7 separate regions of the Mus musculus genome follow, and all the other regions are linked to region 4. A link is a contact called in public HiChIP or PLAC-seq and promoter capture Hi-C data. All regions are on one chromosome and are shown on one strand. Each heading gives the region's core, a stretch centred on a gene start, on an enhancer-like site or on the middle of the called end of the contact. The rest is flanking DNA. Distances are from core to core; before and after follow the strand shown.

Region 1 (2,700 bases), core at 83-2,582, 1.8 Mb after region 4:
CAGAGAGGATCTTACCCTGGACTCAGAGTGAGTCAAACAGGTAAAGCAGAGGTCACATGCCTCCAGGGCCAGGTGGGTGAGCAAGGTGGACCGTGGGATCCTGGACAGCACAATTTTGTCTCCACCCTTGACTGTCATTAGGTAAGAAAACAAGCAGAGCTTCCATTTCCCAAAGCCTTCATCAAAGGCTTTTATGTGGCTCCGCTATATTATTTTTTGTGAGACAAGATCTCGCAAGACCCAGGCTGGCCTTGAGCCTACGAGCTTCCTTCTGCCTTTACTTCCCCAATGCTAGGGCAGGCATAAGCTATCACACCCAGATTTTAGTTTCCCTTTGCAAAGCCAAGCACGGCCAGAGAAGCACAGTAGAATGATTGTGTGCCAGGACTCAAGGGTGGGGACCAACTCGGGTTGCGTGCCTCAGGCAGGTTGCCCCCTAGTCTGAGCCTTGGGCTCAAGGCAGTCAGTAGCCCTCCTGCAGGATGATGGGGTTCAATGAAGTTGTTGTAAGAGGTTCTTAGATGTCGACTTCCTTCCCTCCCCTCCCAGGGTACTCCCTACCCTCCAGTGTCCAGCTGACTTGGTGCACTGCAGGGTCATGTTGGCACGGTCCTACAGAGAGAAGAACACAGTCACCTTCCATCTGGTTCCCAGCAGCATCTCTGACTGAAGGCTGACTTGGACAGTGTCAGAATCAAGATGGGTCTGGGTATCCCAGGACGGGGGCGATCCTTCTCCCACCCCACCCACGTGCAAACAGCACCAATCTCAGCCACATCTGGGTGCCATTGTCTCCAGCCCAGCTCACAGTGGACTGCAGTGCCAGATGAGTGGAGAGAGGTGGATGAATCACACACATGCACACACAGACACACACCCACATGCACATGTGCACAATCACACACATACACAAGTTCACACATGCACACTCACACACATGCACACATACATACAGGCACATACATACATGCATACATACATACATACATACATACATACATGCATGCGCACACACACACACACACACACACACACACACACACACAAGTGAGTGCACACACACACCAAAACAAAGTGCAGTGCTAGCCTAGTGCGTGGCTCTCATAGTGGACACACAGGTCACAAAATGATAGGGGAGGGGGATCTTGGCATTTAACTAAGAGTCACAGGCAGCAGTCTGACACACTTGTAGACTTCCTGGGATGTGATGGCATTCAGGGTTAGCCAGTGACATCCCCAAGATTGATATTGTAGGATGATGCCACCAGAGAGCTCGGCCCCACTCCTGTCTCCCTCTCATACTTACCAAGAAGGGCCCAGAGCACACGTCAGAACCAGAACCAGACAAGGTCAGGGCTCTTATAGGCAGGAAAGGAACAGGGGCCCCAAGGGACAAACACAGACTCAGCAAGCCAGAGATAGAAACAAAAGCCAGTCCTGGCCAAGGCCCAGAGTGGACATGTCAGCAGCTCTGCCTTTAGTGGGGAAGGACTGGTGGCTTGCCCAGGGTCAGCACTAGGGAATATGAGGGGTAGATAGCCTATTTCCATTGGTTCCACAGGACTCCTGTCCAGGACTAGGGACCCAACATCATCTTGATGGTGGGTGTCCTTCTGTCTGTCTGCATGATAGGACAGACAGAAGCCAGATCATAGAGTTCTGTGCCTGCCCTCCTCCTTCACCTCACCTGCCCCTGCCTCTTCTAGCTGGACGTCACACTTTCACTTGAGGATACTCTTTGAAAAAGTGGAAACAATGTATACAGTAGCTTGGAAGTAACCGGTTCTAAGCAAAACCCTGGGGGCCTGGAGCAAGGGCTTTGGATAACAAATACCCAGCAGTACAACTCTTCTCAGGAGGTGAGAGTGGTGGTCAGGGCTAGAACCCATGCACTCCACAAGGCAGAAGCATCCAGGGCTGTGCATGCAGAAGCAAAGGGCGGGGCGGGGGGGGGGGGGGCGCTGCAGCTTGCTAGCATGCTTCCCAAAGCAGTGCATGCCAGATAAGCACCCAAAGCATATGGAATCCCCTGATCCCTGCCTCTGAGGGGTCCTGTTGCAGGAGAGGGTAGCATGGCAGGAGCGGCTTGTGGTAAAACTCAGCCTTGCTACTGGGTGACCCAGATAAAGAGCGAGTCCTTTGATGGCCAGGAAAATAGCAACATCTCTTCCTTCCTGGGATGTCAGAACAGTTGTCTCACGTTCAGGGCGTGGCGAAGGGTGGACCGGAAGGGTGGACCGGTGCAGTCTCCACAGCCAGTAGCCTGTGTCTGCATCCCGTGCCTGGGGGCTAATTACTTTTGAGCAGGTTCCCAGTGAATGCCTCTAAGCCTCAGTTGTGCTGTGAAATAAAAAAGACAAAGCTCAGTGGGGTACCTCCAAGCCTGACTTTAATCCTCAGGACCACAGGGTAGTAGGGAGAACTGACTCCTGAAAGTTACCCTCTGACCTTCTGACCTCCATGTGAGTGCACACACACACACACACACACACATGCTCTCTCACACCCTCACACTCTCACACACTCATACACTCACACAGTCTCACACACACTCACACACACACACTCACATACTCTCTCACACACTCTCACACACTCACACACACTCTCACTCTCTCTCTCTCTCACACACACAAACTTTAATGGTTAGCCTGAAAGCACAGGATGCTATGAACATAAATATGATAAATATGTTCCTGA
Region 2 (2,709 bases), core at 77-2,576, 1.8 Mb before region 4:
GGAAGCTACAAACTCAGACTGACCTCAAGACACAGAACTATGGAACTGTCTATCAAACAAGGTTCTTTTTGTTTGTTTGTTTTTCGAGACAGGGTTTCTCTGTATTGCCCTGGCTGTCCTGGAACTCTCTCTGTAGACCAGGCTGGACTTGAACTCAGAAATCCGCCTGCCTCTGCCTCCCCAGTGCTGGGATTAAAGGCGGGTGCCACCACGCCCGGCTCAAGCAAGGTTCTTAAAGGTTACAGCTACGGGCTCTGTTTCCTGTACCTTATACGAGGTCACTACAGAAAAAACTCAATAGGTGAGGCACTTAGGCTATAAAAGAAAACAAGACTGTAGGGCCCCAGTCTATCCTCTACCTCATCAAGCAAGGGAAGACTCTACAGGCCCCAGAACTCAGCAGCACAAACACTGCCATCTCAAGACAGTCCTCGGGATGCAACAACAACGCTGGATATGATACAATGAATAACAGCTTATGACCCCAGAGTGACTGTGCTCACCTTCTGACCTGACTCCACCTTTGAATCTTTCTGTATATGCCCCAGATACAGCTTTGACCCTAAGCAGAGGTGGTCCTTCCAGACCCAAGCCTCCTTTACTGGATAACCACCTGCTAGCATGACCCTTGTACTACTAACTCTACCCACCAGGAAGTAAGTGTGCAACCCGAAGCAGTCTATCCTCTGCAATCACCACCAAAGGCCTTAACCCACAAGCCCCTGTGGTCTCTCTTCCTGGCAAGACCCTTCTCCGACCTGATTCACACCCCAGCAGTGGCCCTTCATAGCGATGGCCTGATTTACATCCCAGCAGTGTCTTTTCCCGCAGACCCTGCCCGGAGAGATGACTCCCTGCGGCCCTGATCTGACCCACACCTCAGTCGTGACTCTCTAGGTCTCAGACTTGATTCACACCCTGGACACGATCCTCCTTGCTGCCCCTGCTTAAAGCGGTGACCGTCACGCGCCCTGACTCGAACCACACCCCAGCAGCGACCCTCCTGGGCTGCTCCTGCCTCCCGCGGCCTGGCGACGCCTTACGCCTCACCCTCGGCCAGGACCCGCCGCACCCGCAGACGCAGCTCGCCCAGCTCCACTGTCTGCCCCACGAAGTCACTCTGATCACGGCCCGCAGCTCCGCCAAGAGAACCAGGGCCCGCCAGGAAGTCCAGCGCAGACTGCAGCAGCGACATGGCGTCGGCCGCTCCGCGGCAGCGGGAGCCAGGCTCCAGCTCCGCACTGCCGGGTTAGCAGCTGCGGGCGAACAACCCGGCCATCTTCCGCCCGCGCCGTGACGTAAATCAGAGAGCGAGTTGCGTCCCGACGCTGCGGCCCCGCCCTGACGCAGCAGGCGGAAGGGCGCGTGTTTCTGCAGAGCCAGCAGCAGCAGCAGGCGCAGGCGCAGAGGGTGCGATCCTACGGACCTCAAGCTCCTAGGAGGCACGGAGGTAGGGCTGTCGCCATCTGACCCTAACCTCATCTGGTTGCTTCCGCTGGCCCAGGTCCAGCCTAGGTGGCTAGAGCGTCGCGGGACGTTGGGCGCGCGCTGCGGACCGCCCCAGAGCCCGCCGCTCGCGCCTGACGCCTCAAGGTAAAGCGAGGCCTGGAGCCCACCCTAAGTGTCCCTAATGCCCGGTTTAGGAGAGGAGGGTATCTTGCAGACAAGCAGCCAGCCTATGAGCCACAGACACTTATGTTTTGGTCCACACAGGTTTGGGGGAGGATGAACTAGTTGCTAGAATTAAGACCGAAAAACGTAGTTTTAAAAGGGGGCGGGAGAAAGCTTCACAACGTGTATACAAAAGTCACCTGGCAGCACTGGACGCAGAATCCCGTGTGATGTCAAACACTTAGAGCTGTCCATCTCAGGTGAGGCAAAGTCATGGGATTCCCCACTCGTCTCTGTACCTCCGAGGTTTCTGAAGCCATATGAAGTTGCAGAGCCTTGGGTAGAGTTTGTGCTTTTGGACTGAAAAATGGATCCTTAAGCCCAAATCAACATCTTAACTGTCCCAGGATTGTATGCTATTAAATACGCCTTGGGGGGGGGGGGGGCGCTACCTGCTCTTTAAAAAGTCAAGTAGAAAAGAAATGAAAGATTATCATTAGTATACAGTGAGGTACGTGGTAGGTGAGACAGTAGTTTCCTAGAAATGGTGAAGTGGAAGCTTTGGATAACACCTGGAGGAATAAAGAACTGATGAAGTAGAGATGGTACCTGTAGGTAACTGAGGAGATTTGTGAAGAAGAGTGTGGGAGCTGAAAGGGCAGTGTGGTGTTAACATGATCTTAGATGGGAGACTTGAGCAGCCTAAAGCCAATGGGAAAGAGTGAAGTCTTTCCAGTATAGTGGAGAGGAGTACTGTCTCAGAATAGTAGGACAGTCAAGTCACATCCAGATAGAGGATATGTAGTGTTGGTATAGAAATGGCACCTTTCTATAAGAGAATCACTTATAAGATGCAGGGAGGAGGAAGTAGCTACGGCTTGCAGTTGCAGGTAACTTTATGTTATTACTGGAATGAAGTTGAAGGGATTTTTTATTTTTTGGTGGCTTCAGATCTCATTATTTAGAAGGAAAATAAATCTGAAAGCAAAAGGAAAAAGTAGGGAATTGGAGGCTTGGTAGCCTTCAAGAGACCTAAAACATCATGAGAAACATCATGAACAATTCACTACAGCGTATAGTGAAACTTGACACCATAAA
Region 3 (2,700 bases), core at 83-2,582, 1.9 Mb after region 4:
CCAACCCTGGCCCCACTGCCCGCCCTCAGCTCTCTGTATCAGTTCTTAGATGCTTTCATTCACGTGACCATAAAACCCCAAGAAGGGACCCTGATCCCACAGTATCACATTGGCTCTGACGGACTCCCCAAGAGCCTCACTAACAAATCCTCCTGCATGTTTTTTGGTTAGGTTTTATTGCTGTATTGTAAAGACCATACCCAAGAGCAATTTGGGAAGGAAACTGATTTATTTGCTTTACAGATTACAGTCCAAAGACATTTTTAAAAAGAACTGAAGTAGAAGCCACGGAGGGAACGCTGCTTATTGGCTTGCTCCCTGTGCTTACAGCACCCAGGACCACAGGGGGAGGCCCCACCCACAATGGGCTGGGCCGTCCCACATCAATCATGAATCAAGCAAACGACACCAGTCTTGCCTACAGGCCATCCGATGGAAGCACCGAGTCCTTTTCCTAGATATCTCTAGTGTGTATCAAGCTGACAGGGGAAAACAAAAATAAGTCCAGCCAACAACAAAACCCACCAGGACCCAGCCTTTTAGGGTATTAGAGAAAACAAATTAGTTTCAGAACCAGAGATGGCACCAGACTATGTATAGATTTGTAAGATGTGTAAAAAGATGACATATGCTCTTTGTGGGTCGCGTTGGCACACGCCTTTAAGGCCAGCACTCAGGAGGCAGAGGCAGGCAGATCTCCCGAGTTCGAGGCTAACCTGGTCTACACAATGAGTTCCAGGACAGTCAGGGCTACACAGAGAAACCCTGTCTTTCTTTCTTTCTTTTTTTTGGGGGTGGGGGGTTTCGAGACAGGGTTTCTCTGTGTAGCCCTGGTTGTCCTGGAACTCACTTTGTATGTAGACCAGGCTGGCCTCGAACTCAGAAATCCACCTGTCTCTGCCTCCTAAGTGCTGGGATTAAAGGCGTGCGCCACCACGGCAGGATGAGAAACCCTGTCTTGAAAATTCACAAAACCAAAACCAAATCAAACCAACAAGAAACCCCAACTCCGTTCTTTCCCAGCGACAGAGAAATAACTAGAGCAAAGAGGAGAACAATAAAACTGCTTCCTGGAGAGAACTCGACATGGGGTCGCGAGGACATTTTAATCTCTCAGTGTCCTCGTGACGCTGGTAACGCCAAGTAAGACTCCAGTGCCTGGCGACGGCTCGCCCTGGAACGAGACGGCCACTCAGCCTCAGTTCCGATGGGAACCAGAAGCAGCGCGAGGCGGGATCACCGGCCCTTCCGGGTTGCAGACACGCCCCCTCCGGCGTGAAGTCGCTGCCGGGGCAACAGCGCGCCACTTCCGCCTCTGAGCGATGACGTATTTCCGATGCGCCGGTAAAGGCCACATCCGGGTTTGGGCTGGCGGGACCCTCGCAGATTCGGGGACGCTGGGCGAAGGCTGTGTGGCTCTCGCGGATGCTGAGCGAGGTGAGCAGGCGGCGGGGTGGCGTCCCGGGAGCGCGGGCTGAGGCTCCGAGGCTCCGTGACGACGGCTTTACGGTTTCCCTGCGCTCCGGGCCCGCTGCTGACATTGAGCTGAGCGTCTCCTGTCCCCTGTGCTGGGGAGGTGGCGGTGCTGTAATTGAGTGGGCCTAGGGCTTCCTGCTCCTTTGAGGAAACTCAACATGTGCTGGTTGCTGGGGTCGGAACCTGTTGAGTTTCGCCGGTGCATAGTGAGGAGGAGGAGGAGGAGGAGCAGCGGGGGGGGGGGGGAGCTGTTAGTCACCGCGGAGCCGTTTTCACGCTGTCAGTCACTGGTGTCACATAGTGAGGATGTTACTGTGCAATGCACACAGTGTCGGGTCGGGACCTTTGAATGTGATAACCACACTCACAGGTGTTCATAGAGGCGCGATTTAGACTCAGGCTGGGGTGTTAAGTGTTAATGATTTTCACAATCATTTTGAAGGATTCACTTCGCAGTCCTGACTTGTAATGAGTGTGAACCTGAAACCCGATCATGGAGTGGAAGAAGATGCTTTTTTTTTTTTTTCCTTTTTCCTCCCTTTCCCCCCGTTTCTGTTTTTTGTTTGTTTGTTTGTTTTGTTTTTTGTTTTTGTTTTCAAGACAGAATTTCTCTTTAGCAGCCAGCCCTGGCTGCCCTGGAATTTGCTTTGTAGACCAGGCTGGCTTTGAACTCAGACCCCCCTGGTCTCTGCCTCCCTACTGCTAGAGTCAAAGATGTAAGGGTGCTGTTTCTTGAGCACCTACTGGGAGCGGAGCTTTCGTTGTTGTTTTGTCGGTTTTGAGACCAGGCTGGCTTTGAACTTAGAGAGATGGATCTGCCTCTCTGCCTCCAAAGTGTTGGAGCTTTTGTTTTTCGAAAGTATCATCTTAATCAGTCCTTACAAGCTTCTCCTGGAACTGAATGAATGCAGTTATGAGAGAGAGAGATGAATAGCTACCTGGGTAGAACACTGTTTTTTCCCTACCCTCTAGGAGTGACTGCAAAGTGGCATTCAGAAAGACTGCAACCTTCCAGTACCGTAGAAGCCGTTCAGGGAAGGAAACCTTCAGTCCCGTGGAAATAGTATTTCAGAAAATGCTCTGAAGTTTCCCTGGAACTGCAAATTGGCTAGATACAACTTTTCCTGGAGAAGTAAAAAGACCAACCTGGTTTCTGAGGTAATAACATTTAGAGCTGTTGCTTCCTTTCTGTGGCATATGTGCCTGTCATTCTGTGGCCCCGCC
Region 4 (2,700 bases), core at 7-2,506:
ATCCCTGCGACCACAGCCCAGCAGATGAGATGTGGTCCCCAAAGTTTTCACCCAGACAGAGATCTCTGCATTGCTAGGGGTTTGAAGGTTCTGCTAGTGCCCTGAAGGCCTGACCAGCATTTTCAACCACTTGAGTTCCAGAGACACAGTGACTACTCACTCACTCACTGACCATTTCTCTCACTTCCTTCTCTTCTACTAACCTGAGTTCAGGTCGGAAGGACACTTTGCTCAGCAAATACTGTGCACGACAACTCAGTCAAACACGTAGTATTCTTAGCAAATCTATTACCTATACCCATGCAATGATCACCAAGAAGGGTTTGCCAGTTGACTCCCGGTTCCCTCCAAAGAACCCTTAAGAGATCATAGGACAGGAAGAATCCCAAGTGTCCATTTTATCGTCGCTGCCTCCCCGAGGCCCAACAATGTCCAAATCCCCAGCTGGTCCCGGACGCAGCGATAACTTGGCAACAAGTAACGATCGCTGCAAAGCCCGCTTAGGTGGCGTGGTTTAAGTCCTCCCACACACCCCTCACTCCAGGTCCTCTTCCTGGCAAGGTTGCAGCGCGGGGCCAGGAGGCATACGTATGCGTTTCCTTGGTCCCGGGTCTGGCCTTCCAGCCCACCTACCTCCAGGGCCTCCAGGGTGCTGAAGCTGGCTATAGCGAAGCCGTCAATAACCTCCTCCTCCTGCGAGCTGGACTCGCGGCGACGGCGCCGCGGGGGGCGCGCAGCGCGCAGAGGCGTAGGGCGCTGAGGCGGCGCGCCGTGGAGTCCCGCGTTCTCCTTGCCAGGACTGGGCTCTGGCTCCTCACCCGACGACGGGCTCTGGGCGCGGGCGTCCCGGGCGGCTTCCCGACGCCGGCCGCGATCTCGCTGCGCGCGCGAACGCCGGCTTGGCCGGACCTTGGCCTCCATGGCGGCGCCGCGGCGGTGACCTTGGCGCCCCGCACCGCCTGCTACGCCGTGCCGCCGGGCTGCGAGGGCGCCGCGCGGGCTCGGGGCCGGGGCGGGCTCGGGACCGGGGCGGGCATGCCGGGCGCGGGCTCTCAGCACCGGACGCCGCGCGGGCTAGGACCCCGGGTCCCGCGCATCGGAGTGCGGCGGTCTCTCGGCGACCCTAGACCAGGTCCCCAGGGACACGGCCCATGGCGACCGGCGGGCAGCGGCAGAAGGCGGCGGGTGGCGGAGCTTCTGAGCACCGGGACCGTGAGGCAGACACAGTAGTGGCAGCGACCAGAGCGGATAACAACTGACGCACTTCCGCCGGGCCGGAGTGCCAGAGGAAGCGGGCGCAGCTGGGGGAGGCTGACCCGTCGACTCCGCCCCACCCTGGCCCCGCCCTGACCCCGCCCTTCCGGACTAAATGGCTCTGCGCTGAGCGGGCCCTCGCCCTTTCACGTTAAGCCCCGCCCCCGAAAGGGGGGAAGCTTTCCCTTTGCTCCGCCCCTGCAACAGGCCACACCCGTTTGCGCACAGCTCTTTAGAATTCCGACCCCCCGACCCTGTCAGATCACGCCCCATTCTTCCCGGCTCCACCTCTCTTGTCTACGCTTTCTCAGTTCCTTAAGCCCCGCCCTTGCCTTCCGGTCCTGCTCACCTGTGCAGGTCGCTGAGCCTAGTCATGGTCAGATCCCTCCTACTTCATGCCTCGCCTTGTTGACCACGCCTACTAGGCAATTAGTGCTCGCCTACAAGTACTGCCCAGCCACCTACAGCGAGTTTGTGGCGATCAGCGCCTCCCCTTCCGCCCTTCCCGTAGGAGGTGATGGGTCTATGCACCTACAGTAGCTTGGGGCAAACTGAGTGGAAGCACGTGAGAGAGAGTAGGTAGGTTGGTGCTGGGGGCTCACTGTGCTGAAGTCCTAGAGGCAGCGCGTACGTCATCGTCCACCTGCAAGCCCTCAAGCCCAGTTTCACTCTGGTCCCCATGCAAAATTAGGTAGCGCCCTGAAAACCAAACCCTCCAGTCTCAAGTAGTCTTTCCTTAGAGACCTGCCTACACTAGTCCAAGGACTTGGGGACCGCCGATAGGAAGTACAAAACTAGACAAAACCGTGAGTTTCCTCAGCAACTTCCCCAGTTGGGATGCCCTGGAGCTGGGCACGAAGTCTCAGCAATTCCTCCAGTGAGAACATTTGACATGAAGAGAAGGGAGGTGTCACAGCTTGGGCATTGGGCACTGAGTGAAAAGTGACATTGAGCCATGCCTACATCTGGGCAGCAGAGGCCCTGAAAGGAAGCAGACACGACTGAAGAATGCCCCTGGACAGGACCTCAAGTGCACATTTTCTGGCTCCTGAGATGGCCACAGGCTCTCTGCCAAGACGTCCCTTGGGGCATCTGGGAACGTGGCCTATCATCCACAAGTGTGCTCTTTCACTTAACAACACGGGGACCAACACACCTGCCAGCCTACCTGCCAGCCTTCCCTCTTCTTCCCATTCCAGATTTTATTACAAAACTACTCAGAGCTAGCATCTAACTAGCTAAAGAACCCTGTTGGAAAGACGCAGAACCAAGGCAGCTCCTCATTCCTGCTAACTGTTCTCTTTTAGACACCTCCTCCTGAGACCACCCCACTCCCAGCTTGTGGGGAGTTTCACTCTAGGTCAACCCTTTTCCACTCCAAGAACAACGACTGAGACCCGATTTTTGAAGTTTTCAACAGAAATAAAAGGTATCCTTGCTTACCAG
Region 5 (2,700 bases), core at 157-2,656, 1.8 Mb before region 4:
TTCCATGGGATGCTCTGCTTGAAGGATGCTAGGAGAAAAGCGGATGACTAAGTAATGACCTAACAGGAATCTTCCCAGGCTCTCAATTTTCTCCACCTCAAAAGGTCTTGCCAGCTGCCTTCCCTGTAGGCTGAGACCGTCTTATGTTCCTGCAGGTGGAAGGCTCCTGCCCATACCCTTGTGAGGACAGCTACAACAACGCTGCTTAGAAGGGGCTCTGCACCCTCTTCTGGGTAACAGAACCTTGGGCTGCTATACATGAGGAGTTTGCTTAGGTTTCCTGATTCCACAGACCTAGGCTCAGGGGTCAAATCTGTGAGGGGTTCCTTGGATTCAAATCCTACTTTCATTATCTCTCAGTTCTGCAGAGATCCTAGGTCTAGCCTCCTATCTGTGGGTTTGCCTCCACTACCTTTACCTTCCCAGAATAGACTTAGACTTCAAACTATGCCTTCTATGACTTTCAGCCATAAAGTGAGTCAGAGGACCATCCTGCCTAGGCCACCTTTGTACGGCCTGGGGCATAGCTTCAGATATGCAGCTAAGTCAGTGTATACCTCACAGCCTCCATCTCAGTGGGACTCTGATATTTTAAGAGGGCAGATAGGACAGAGAAAAACAGGTGACCACTCCTATGTCACTACTAGCCCTGAGATCCCATGACAACCTTGCCATCCTCACTAGCAGAAGACACGCCTCTGTGAGGAGCTATGGCCTCAGTGATCCTGCCCAGAGCACACTAGTGTTCCCCAAATAGGGCAGGTTCATTGCTCCCACCTTCGGACCCTGGTCAGGTGACACTGTCAAAGGCCCAGATGTCCCCCACAGATTTGGGTCTCAGCTTCTTGTGAAGCTGCCTCTTCACAAGAGTAAGAATAAAAAGAGGGGCAGTCATGGAATTACCTGGAGAGCTGAGAAAGAGGTGCCATCCTCTGTCCTGCCCAGCCGGCTTGGCAGCTGGGTGGGAGCTGTGCTGGGACATGCCACAACTGTAAAGAAGGCTGGGCCTAGCTCTCCAAGCAGTTGAGCCTGAACAGAGCAGCATTAAATCCCTCTGTGCATCAGCATGCACTCGGGACAAGAATGCCCAGGACCCACAGCCAGCCACTCCTGCTGCCCCAGTCACTGACACGGGTCACTAGTGGGAGCCCCATTGCCCCAAGTCTCAGTCTTACCTTCATATCTCTATGCCCAGGCCCAACAACTGCCTCAGCACACACCTTGCCTCTTACAGCGCCTTTGCATTACAACAACAGCACTGCACTATGGCGACTCGGTCTCCACCTCCCACTAGGAAATCCTGAGATCTCAGGTCAAGAGAGGCCAGACCCAGGGTACCCCTCCTTCCTGACCTTAAAAGCAGGGTGTCACCTCCATAGGAAAGTCCTACTCAAACCAGAGTCTGTCTCTGTGCCCACCCACTGCCAAGAGGGACAGGTCTCAAAGGTCAGGGCAGTGTCCCGGGAAGGAGGGCATCGGCTCCTGGGAGCGGCCTTAGGACGCGGGGTGGACTCTCACCATCGCACAGGAAGCCAGCCAGTCCCCAGATGAAGTCCGAGCAGAGGTGGCAGAAGGTAGGCTTGGTGAGTGTCACCTTGCGAAAGCTGTGGCCAGGTGCTGCGGAGCCAATAGCTCTGCTAGTCCGCTCCGGCCCTGACCCCGGGCGTGTGCGGCCCGAGATGCCCAGCACTGGACTGCCGGCCGGGCTGCCAAGACGTGGGGAACCACTGCCCGGCCAGGTCCGGGCACCGGGCTCGGCTGCCGCCGCCATCCACAACCCGAGCGCCCCAGCTCCAAGCGCACGATAAAGCCAGGTCCGCGGTGTAGAGAGGGCCCTCGGCAGAGCCCGCTCCCGGCTTCCGACTGCGCTACCTAACGCGCAGGCTCACGTGGGCGGGGCCAGACTGGAGAGGGCCTCCTGAGGGGCGGTGCCGTCCTGCCAAAGGCGGGGCCTCTGGACTAGACAGAGGGGCATGGTGGCCCAAGAGGATTTGTTCTGACCTCCAGCGCCAGATTCTCCACACAGGATACTAGATATATGAGGCCTTTGCTCGTATAAGCATAGGAGAAGCTATATGGAAACATTCAGTGGGACTTCCACAAGCTCCTTTAACCCCTAATTCTACGCGCGCGCGCGCGCGCGCACACACACACACACACACACCCTCACACACACCATGGCAAAACTTTCTCCCACTGTGTTCCCAGGTCTTTGAGTACCTGCATGCAAGGGAAGGCCATCCACAGTAACCATAGCTTTGTGTTGTCCAGACAATGCCTATGACTTTGGACCTAGGAGTCATTCTGCCTCTATTGTCAGCAGCCCTCAAGGGCCCTGCTTCTATAGGCCGACTCTGTTTTGGAGTTGGGGAAACACTACTGGAATGGTGATCCAAAAAGTTCCTGGCCTCTAGCCTATTCCCAGTAGCCACAGAGTGCATCAAGGGAAGGAAACAGCGACGAGAGAGCTCTGTGTGTATGAGGACATCCTGGTCTATCTAGTGAGTTCTAGGATAACTGAGGCTATGTAGAGAGGCTCTGTCTTTTAAAAAAATATATATTTATTTTATTTTATCAGTATGATTGATTTGCTTACATTTTGTCTGTGCCTGGTGTCAGAGGAGGTCAGAATAGAAAACTGGATTTCCTGGAACTGGAGTTACAGATGTTTTTGAGCTGCCATGAAGGTACTAGAAATAG
Region 6 (2,700 bases), core at 83-2,582, 1.9 Mb after region 4:
CTGGGAGAAGCAGGGCATTCTGGGAGATTCTGAAGCAGCTGAGGAAACAATGACTATCTGGTGTGCGCCTTGAAGAGTTCAGGTCCTAGACACCTATGTCTCACTAATCTCGAGACTTTAAGGCACTGCTTGCTTCTATCTGTCCTCTCAGCTGCACCGCCAGTAATTTATGTTCAGAGGTAACTTCTGGGTCACCAATGCTTTTTAAGTGTAACTTGCCCCCCTCATCACAGCCCTTCTGACCCATACAAAATGCTACCAACATTTCTAACTTAGCCCTGTAAGACCAAAACTAGAAAAGGCAAGAACACGGTGTAGCCTGTGTATGGTGGGCACCGTCTATGTGCCCTGTAAGAAGGTACAGACCAAGTGCTGGGGAGATGGATGTAACATAATAGAGTACATGATAATGATTAGGTGGAAGCATGGGGTTTGAAGTCACCAAGGCCTGGGCCTGAAACAATGATCTTTGTATGTCTCTCGGAGTGCCCAGGATTCCAGTGAGCCTGTGAAATACATAGGCTGCAAAAGTCTGCGCACACAGCTGCTGCTCAGTAAACCATTGATGCAAATGTTGACATCTGTGTTTGCTGCAACCTCGATTTACAATACGGATAATAACCAATGTGGTGTGTGGCCCACAGCAAAGACGGGATATCCTCCAATTCAGGGCTGCTGGGCTAGCCTAAGCTATAGTACAAGATCCCGCCTCCAAATCCAGAGCTGATGATTTATAGGGTAAAGGTTCTTGCCACCAAGCCTCACATTTGAGTTTGATTGTCCTAACCTATGCAGTGAAAGCAGAGGTCTTCTGAGCACCTTCTGACACCCTCCTCCCCCACCTCGAGCTTGGGTGCCAGGGAGTGCTCTACAGTCACATCACACAATCCTCTGAGCATCCCTACGTAATGCTTAAACCCCCATCTCAAAGGTGGCAGACAGGGACACAGGATGATAAACTGCCGCAGCCGCAGCGAATGGGAATGGCAGCTTTACTGAGAGCTTGCTACAGTGACACCGGAGGGAGAACTCAGCCTTTCCCAGCGGGTTGGCACACCCATTTCCAGGTTAGGGACACTGAGGCTGGAGTTGCCTCTCGGCGCTGCACTCACTCGGCCTCCCGCAGGCGGCGTAGCACCGCTTCGCCGTCCGCCTCCGGCTCGGCCCGGGGCCCCTCGCCCGGCCGCGGTCGCCTTCCCGCCGCGCGCTTCCTCCTCCGCGGAGCCACCGCGCTCCAGGGCTCGAGAGCCGCCGCCGCCATGCTCTGACGTCAGCAGAGTGCGCCAGAGCGGCCGCCGTGCCGCCGACGTCACAGGCTGCGTCACACCTCACGTCATCGCCAAGCCCCCACCGGCGGGAGGTGGGTCCGCGCGTGATCGCGGGGCTGCCGGGCGGGCGCAGGTATCGGGGGTTTTCCCGCGGGCGGCCAGACAGAGCCCGGGGTCCCGGTGGGCGGGCGGGCGGGCGAGCCTGATCCACGCGATCGGGCCGCAGGGTTCGGGGCTCCTGACCAGCGAGGGACTTCCCTCCGTCCCCGCGCGCACCCGCACTGTCCCCCTGCCTGTACTCTTAGGGTGTCATGGCCTCTTTAGGTCCCTTACACAATCACTGACCTCATCGGGACCTTTGAGAACTCGCTGTTAGGTCCTCCGAGCAGGCCTCAGGGAATGGGAGGGGTGGTTCCAGGAACAGAGATGCCCTGCACAGTGTGCTCGCCCTGTGTTTGCTGCAGAACGAGGTGTGTGTAGTTGAGGTGACTGATATTTAAGAGGCCTTTTCGGGTTCGTGGGGGATGCCCCTCGGGCACTTCCTTCTTCCTAAGAGAGTTTACTCGCTTTTAAGAGAGGGTCCTGCTTTGTAGCCATAGCTTGCCTGGAACTCAGCAATCTGCCTGTCTATTTCCAGTGCGCTGGGATAAAAGGCCTAAACTACCATGCCTGGCTCCCTCCCTAAGAGACTTCAACGTACTATTTCCACAGGTGGCAGATTGTGGCCAGCTTTAGAGATCCTGTCCTTGAAGGAATTAACCAGAAAAGTGGGATTAAGACTATAGTCTTAATGAAGCCAGGTGGTGGTGGCGCACACTTTTAACCCCAGCACTTGGGAGGCAGAGACAGCCTGAGTCTACAGAGTGAGTTCCAGGACAGCCAGGGCTATACAGAGAAACCCTGTCTCGAAAAAACAAACAAACAAATAAACAAAACAAAACAAAGACTATAGATGAAAATGACGGAAGGCTTGTCAAGGAAAAGGATTAAATTATTTTTGTGTTTCCTCCCAGTGTTATCCACACAGTGAAATAAGACTGTCAGAAAATTTCAGCCTCGTGGATAGTAATTTTAATGCCTGTACCACCTGTTTCTGGACAGTTCTCTTGGAGGAGCGAAGAATCAGAGTGAGGCCAAGACTCTTTTCTGGCAGAGTATTCCATGATACACTGAGTTGTCTTCCCCTCTGTCAAAGTTCTCTCTTGCACTCTGAAGGGCTGCGCACATTCTGATTAGGCTCCTGAGTGCCAGTTCCTTAATTTTGGGACCATTTGACTGGTGTGGTCCCTTACACCCAGTACCTTCTACACTCGTCGTCTGGTTTCCCTTCTGCAAAGCTATTTTCTGCTGAAAAAAAAAAAAAGGCCTTTGAAGTATCTGCTACCCGAACTCTTTTTATTCTAAAACACAAGCTCTGAAGGCTGCTTTGAAA
Region 7 (2,700 bases), core at 146-2,645, 1.9 Mb before region 4:
GGTACCCTGACCAACCTTTCCTGAGACCCTCATCTACTCCTTGCTCTCCTCTCCACTATCCCAAGAGTCTAGGGTGAGAGGCTTTGTTCCCACACCCAGACCAGGATGGCAGGGTTCAGAGCCCAGCCAAACCAACAGTTATCTTGCTTCTTCTGGGGTTTCTGAAGGAAGCTTTTAGATGCCACTGCAGCTCACAACCTGGGGCCACCAGTTACTGGAGACTGGCGCCAGCCTCCTCAAGCGGGGGTGGAGCCCAGGGGGCATTTGAAGGTCAATGCTCCGCTGTAGCACCCAGGTTCTGGCTGCTCAGCCTCCTTGGCAGTTTTGGAGCTGTGGGGCAGGGGTCCCTCTGGGGAAGAATTGGAGAGACAAGTCCATGAATGTCCCTCAGGAAAGGTCCTTATGACTTCTGACTAGTCTCAACTATATCTGTCTCTAGAGAGACTCTGGAGGCCCACAGCAGAACTGGCCCTGGATGGAGTCCCCGTCTTCCAGTGGGAGGGGAAACAGATGACCCACTCCTGCTTCTGCATGGGGTAGGGCAACCCAAGTCAGAATGCCCAGCGTGGACTAAAGTGCCAGCAGCATTTAGAAAGGTGCTTTCTGTAATGCCAACAGCTGCAAAGACATCCCTCTTTGTAGAGTCTTTCCTATCAGGGAACCTGGTCCTGAGGGATCCAGTGTTTCACAGGTTTCTCTCTGCGGAATGAGACCCGAAGGGGTGCCAGGCAGGAAGAGTGTCCGAGAAGCTAGGGGTTCAGGGATGCCTTTGCAGCAAAGCCAATTGCCTTCTAAACTTCTCTCTGTTTCCGGGAATCGGGGGATGGGGGCTCCGCAGGGCCAGCTGTAGAGAGGCTAGGACGCTGCGGAGATTCCGCAAAGACCAAGGCATCCCGTTCTCTCGCGGCCGCCGCACCCTTTGCTTTGCTGGGCGAGGTGCCCGACCGGAGCACGGCCTCAGGCCGGAGCGCGCCAGGGAAAGAAGAAAGAAAGAAAGAAAGAAAAAAGATGCCTATGGGAAAGGGAATCAAGGGCCGTTTCAGCACCTCACGATGGACAGCGCCTTTCAGGCTGAGCAACCTTGGGTCTGAAAGACAAGGAACCAAGAGTAGGGGAACCTAGGATATGGGTAGGAGACCCACGGCTAGAAAGCGGGGATCCAGAAAGGGAAGCCCAGGAGTCGGGAAGAAAACTGGGCTGGGAAGGGGAAAGGAGGGAGCCGGTTAAGGTCGGACTGGCTGCTAGGGCGCCGGTTACCTTCCAAGGTGGACGATCAACAGCAGCGCGCTCTCAGGCCGGCGGGGTCCATGTGGCGCTCTGTGCTGCTGCGGCGGCTGAAGGACACCGCGAGGAGGGCGCGTCACTCAGAGGCGCCCCCGCCCGCGTCCCGCATGACGAGGAGGGCGGGGCTCGGCGGAGGTAGGGGGGGCAGCCGCGCCCCCGGTTCCCAGATCCTGGCCTGGCGCGCGCGACAGCTGCATTAGGGGCCCCTCTTTGGCCTGGGCCACTCTCTCCACACCGGCTTGGAGACCCTCCTGAAGTCCTACTGAAGCGCCCTCCTGAAACGCTGGGAGAATGCAGGGATGGGGTCACCATCCCTAATCTACCAACCACGTTTGCTCCTGACCGGGTTTCTTTGCTCTTTGCTGGCAGGGCGGGAGAAGGCGAGCACAGCCCGAGACCCCCGATCGAGCAAGATAGGCCCACACATCCAGGCTTCTCCGGTGTGCAGAGCCGCCAAATGTGGCTTTGGTGGGATAGAAACCCCAGTCAGTCAGGGACGCCTGAAGGTCACTGCGGACATGGATGGGCGGGGGCTCCTGGGAGACAGCCACAGCCCCGCCTCTAGGCCGCCCCTTCCCCTGGCACCGGGATTTCAACTCTGCGGCAGCTGCACTGCAGAGCCCAGTGGCCACAAGGTTGGCCTGGTATCCCTGCAGTTATCCTGGGGGGCTTCTGTGAGGCAATCGTCTTCGCAGAAGTCAGAGCATGTGGGGACACCTAAGCTGTTTTTTATTCTGGCTAGCCAGGTGGTAATTCCTGACCCGCAGAGTCTAGTGCTGATGGCCATTGCTTTAACTGTTAATGTTCCTCCTGGCTGAGTCATTCTTAAGGATTAGGTTGTTCTTGACCTTCACCCAATTCAGTGAAACTTCTTGCCTCATGAGTATTCCCCCTTCACCAACATTCCAAAGCTGCCCCAGGGTGCTTGGTGGCTTGAATTCGAGGGCTAGGGGTGGGGAGTAAGGGAGGGTCCATTCCAGACTTGCTTTTATCAGTTTTTGTTCCTTTGACCTAGCAGATTCAAAGTAGAAGAGACCAGGAACGGAGCTGGAGTGGAGACAAGAAGAGAAAGTGTTAAGCCCCACACCTTCTGCCCTGACTTCAGCCTGGGGCCCTGGAGTTAAGGATACTGTCTGATCCCACTGGTGAAGTGCCTGCACTGCACACAGGCATATGCCTAGGAGGAGAGGATCATTTAGGAAGTTGGGCATGACTCACATCAGACACAGAAGAGTTAAGTCTCCCAGTGCCCTTCCTACTGGCACTGTCCATCTCAGTTCACCCACCACACTCATGGTAAGGTTGGTTGATGCCCAGAGCCTTGTTCAGGCCCAGGACTGATGTCCTGTGGAATGGGGTCACCTGCACACAGATGTGCCCAGTCTGGCTCATTCTGTGTTTTCGGAGTCTATAGTA

The links. Promoter capture Hi-C pulls out the DNA fragments that hold promoters and counts their contacts. HiChIP or PLAC-seq counts read pairs in DNA pulled down with a chosen protein or histone mark. Capture Hi-C pulls out chosen DNA fragments and counts their contacts.
Region 1: a promoter capture Hi-C map of pre-B cells shows a contact between it and region 4, with 3 times the contacts expected there. The contact joins the promoter of Cryba4 here to the promoter of Fbrsl1 in region 4. A contact is called at or near these places in 9 of 39 promoter capture datasets (the 3T3-L1 cell line, 3T3-L1-derived adipocytes, the HPC-7 cell line and 5 more) and 1 of 115 datasets of contacts at active chromatin or transcription factors (thymic regulatory T cells).
Region 2: a promoter capture Hi-C map of pre-B cells shows a contact between it and region 4, with 5 times the contacts expected there. The contact joins the promoter of Gak here to the promoter of Fbrsl1 in region 4. A contact is called at or near these places in 8 of 39 promoter capture datasets (the C10 cell line, cranial neural crest, frontonasal cranial neural crest and 4 more) and 1 of 9 other capture datasets (liver).
Region 3: an H3K27ac HiChIP or PLAC-seq map of thymic regulatory T cells shows a contact between it and region 4, with 8 times the contacts expected there. The contact joins the promoter of Tfip11 here to the promoter of Fbrsl1 in region 4. A contact is called at or near these places in 4 of 39 promoter capture datasets (frontonasal cranial neural crest, liver, maxillary cranial neural crest and 1 more), 1 of 115 datasets of contacts at active chromatin or transcription factors (thymic regulatory T cells) and 1 of 9 other capture datasets (adipose tissue).
Region 5: a contact with region 4 is called in a promoter capture Hi-C map of liver, with 2.5 times the contacts expected there. The contact joins the promoter of Idua here to the promoter of Fbrsl1 in region 4. A contact is called at or near these places in 4 of 39 promoter capture datasets (cranial neural crest, hippocampal neurons, liver and 1 more) and 2 of 9 other capture datasets (adipose tissue and liver).
Region 6: a promoter capture Hi-C map of adipose tissue shows a contact between it and region 4, with 3 times the contacts expected there. The contact joins the promoter of Hps4 here to the promoter of Fbrsl1 in region 4. A contact is called at or near these places in 3 of 39 promoter capture datasets (hippocampal neurons, liver and pre-B cells) and 1 of 9 other capture datasets (adipose tissue).
Region 7: a contact with region 4 is called in a promoter capture Hi-C map of liver, with 2.3 times the contacts expected there. The contact joins the promoter of Cplx1 here to the promoter of Fbrsl1 in region 4. A contact is called at or near these places in 2 of 39 promoter capture datasets (hippocampal neurons and liver).

Annotation. Positions count from the first base shown.
Region 1 is chr5:112,251,186-112,253,885 of GRCm38.p6, forward strand. It overlaps Cryba4 (crystallin, beta A4), which reads right to left and starts at 1,333. Exons shown (of 6, transcript NM_021351.2): 1 at 1,307-1,333; 2 at 562-612. The coding sequence starts at 600.
Region 2 is chr5:108,628,451-108,631,159 of GRCm38.p6, forward strand. Gak (cyclin G associated kinase) reads right to left here and starts at 1,327. Exons shown (of 28, transcript NM_153569.2): 1 at 1,051-1,327. The coding sequence starts at 1,195. Tmem175 (transmembrane protein 175) reads left to right here and starts at 1,360. Exons shown (of 11, transcript NM_001163532.1): 1 at 1,360-1,450.
Region 3 is chr5:112,325,037-112,327,736 of GRCm38.p6, forward strand. It overlaps Tfip11 (tuftelin interacting protein 11), which reads left to right and starts at 1,333. Exons shown (of 14, transcript NM_018783.4): 1 at 1,333-1,437; 2 at 2,449-2,634.
Region 4 is chr5:110,447,247-110,449,946 of GRCm38.p6, forward strand. It overlaps Fbrsl1 (fibrosin-like 1), which reads right to left and starts at 1,257. Exons shown (of 19, transcript NM_001142642.1): 1 at 634-1,257. The coding sequence starts at 921.
Region 5 is chr5:108,658,925-108,661,624 of GRCm38.p6, forward strand. It overlaps Idua (iduronidase, alpha-L), which reads left to right and starts at 1,407. Exons shown (of 15, transcript NM_008325.4): 1 at 1,407-1,574. Dgkq (diacylglycerol kinase, theta) reads right to left here and starts at 1,906. Exons shown (of 23, transcript NM_199011.2): 1 at 1,519-1,906. The coding sequence starts at 1,771.
Region 6 is chr5:112,341,763-112,344,462 of GRCm38.p6, forward strand. It overlaps Hps4 (HPS4, biogenesis of lysosomal organelles complex 3 subunit 2), which reads left to right and starts at 1,333. Exons shown (of 14, transcript NM_001359853.1): 1 at 1,333-1,401; 2 at 2,282-2,700. Srrd (SRR1 domain containing) reads right to left here and starts at 1,278. Exons shown (of 7, transcript NM_001359388.1): 1 at 1,113-1,278. The coding sequence starts at 1,261.
Region 7 is chr5:108,548,632-108,551,331 of GRCm38.p6, forward strand. It overlaps Cplx1 (complexin 1), which reads right to left and starts at 1,396. Exons shown (of 4, transcript NM_007756.3): 1 at 1,258-1,396.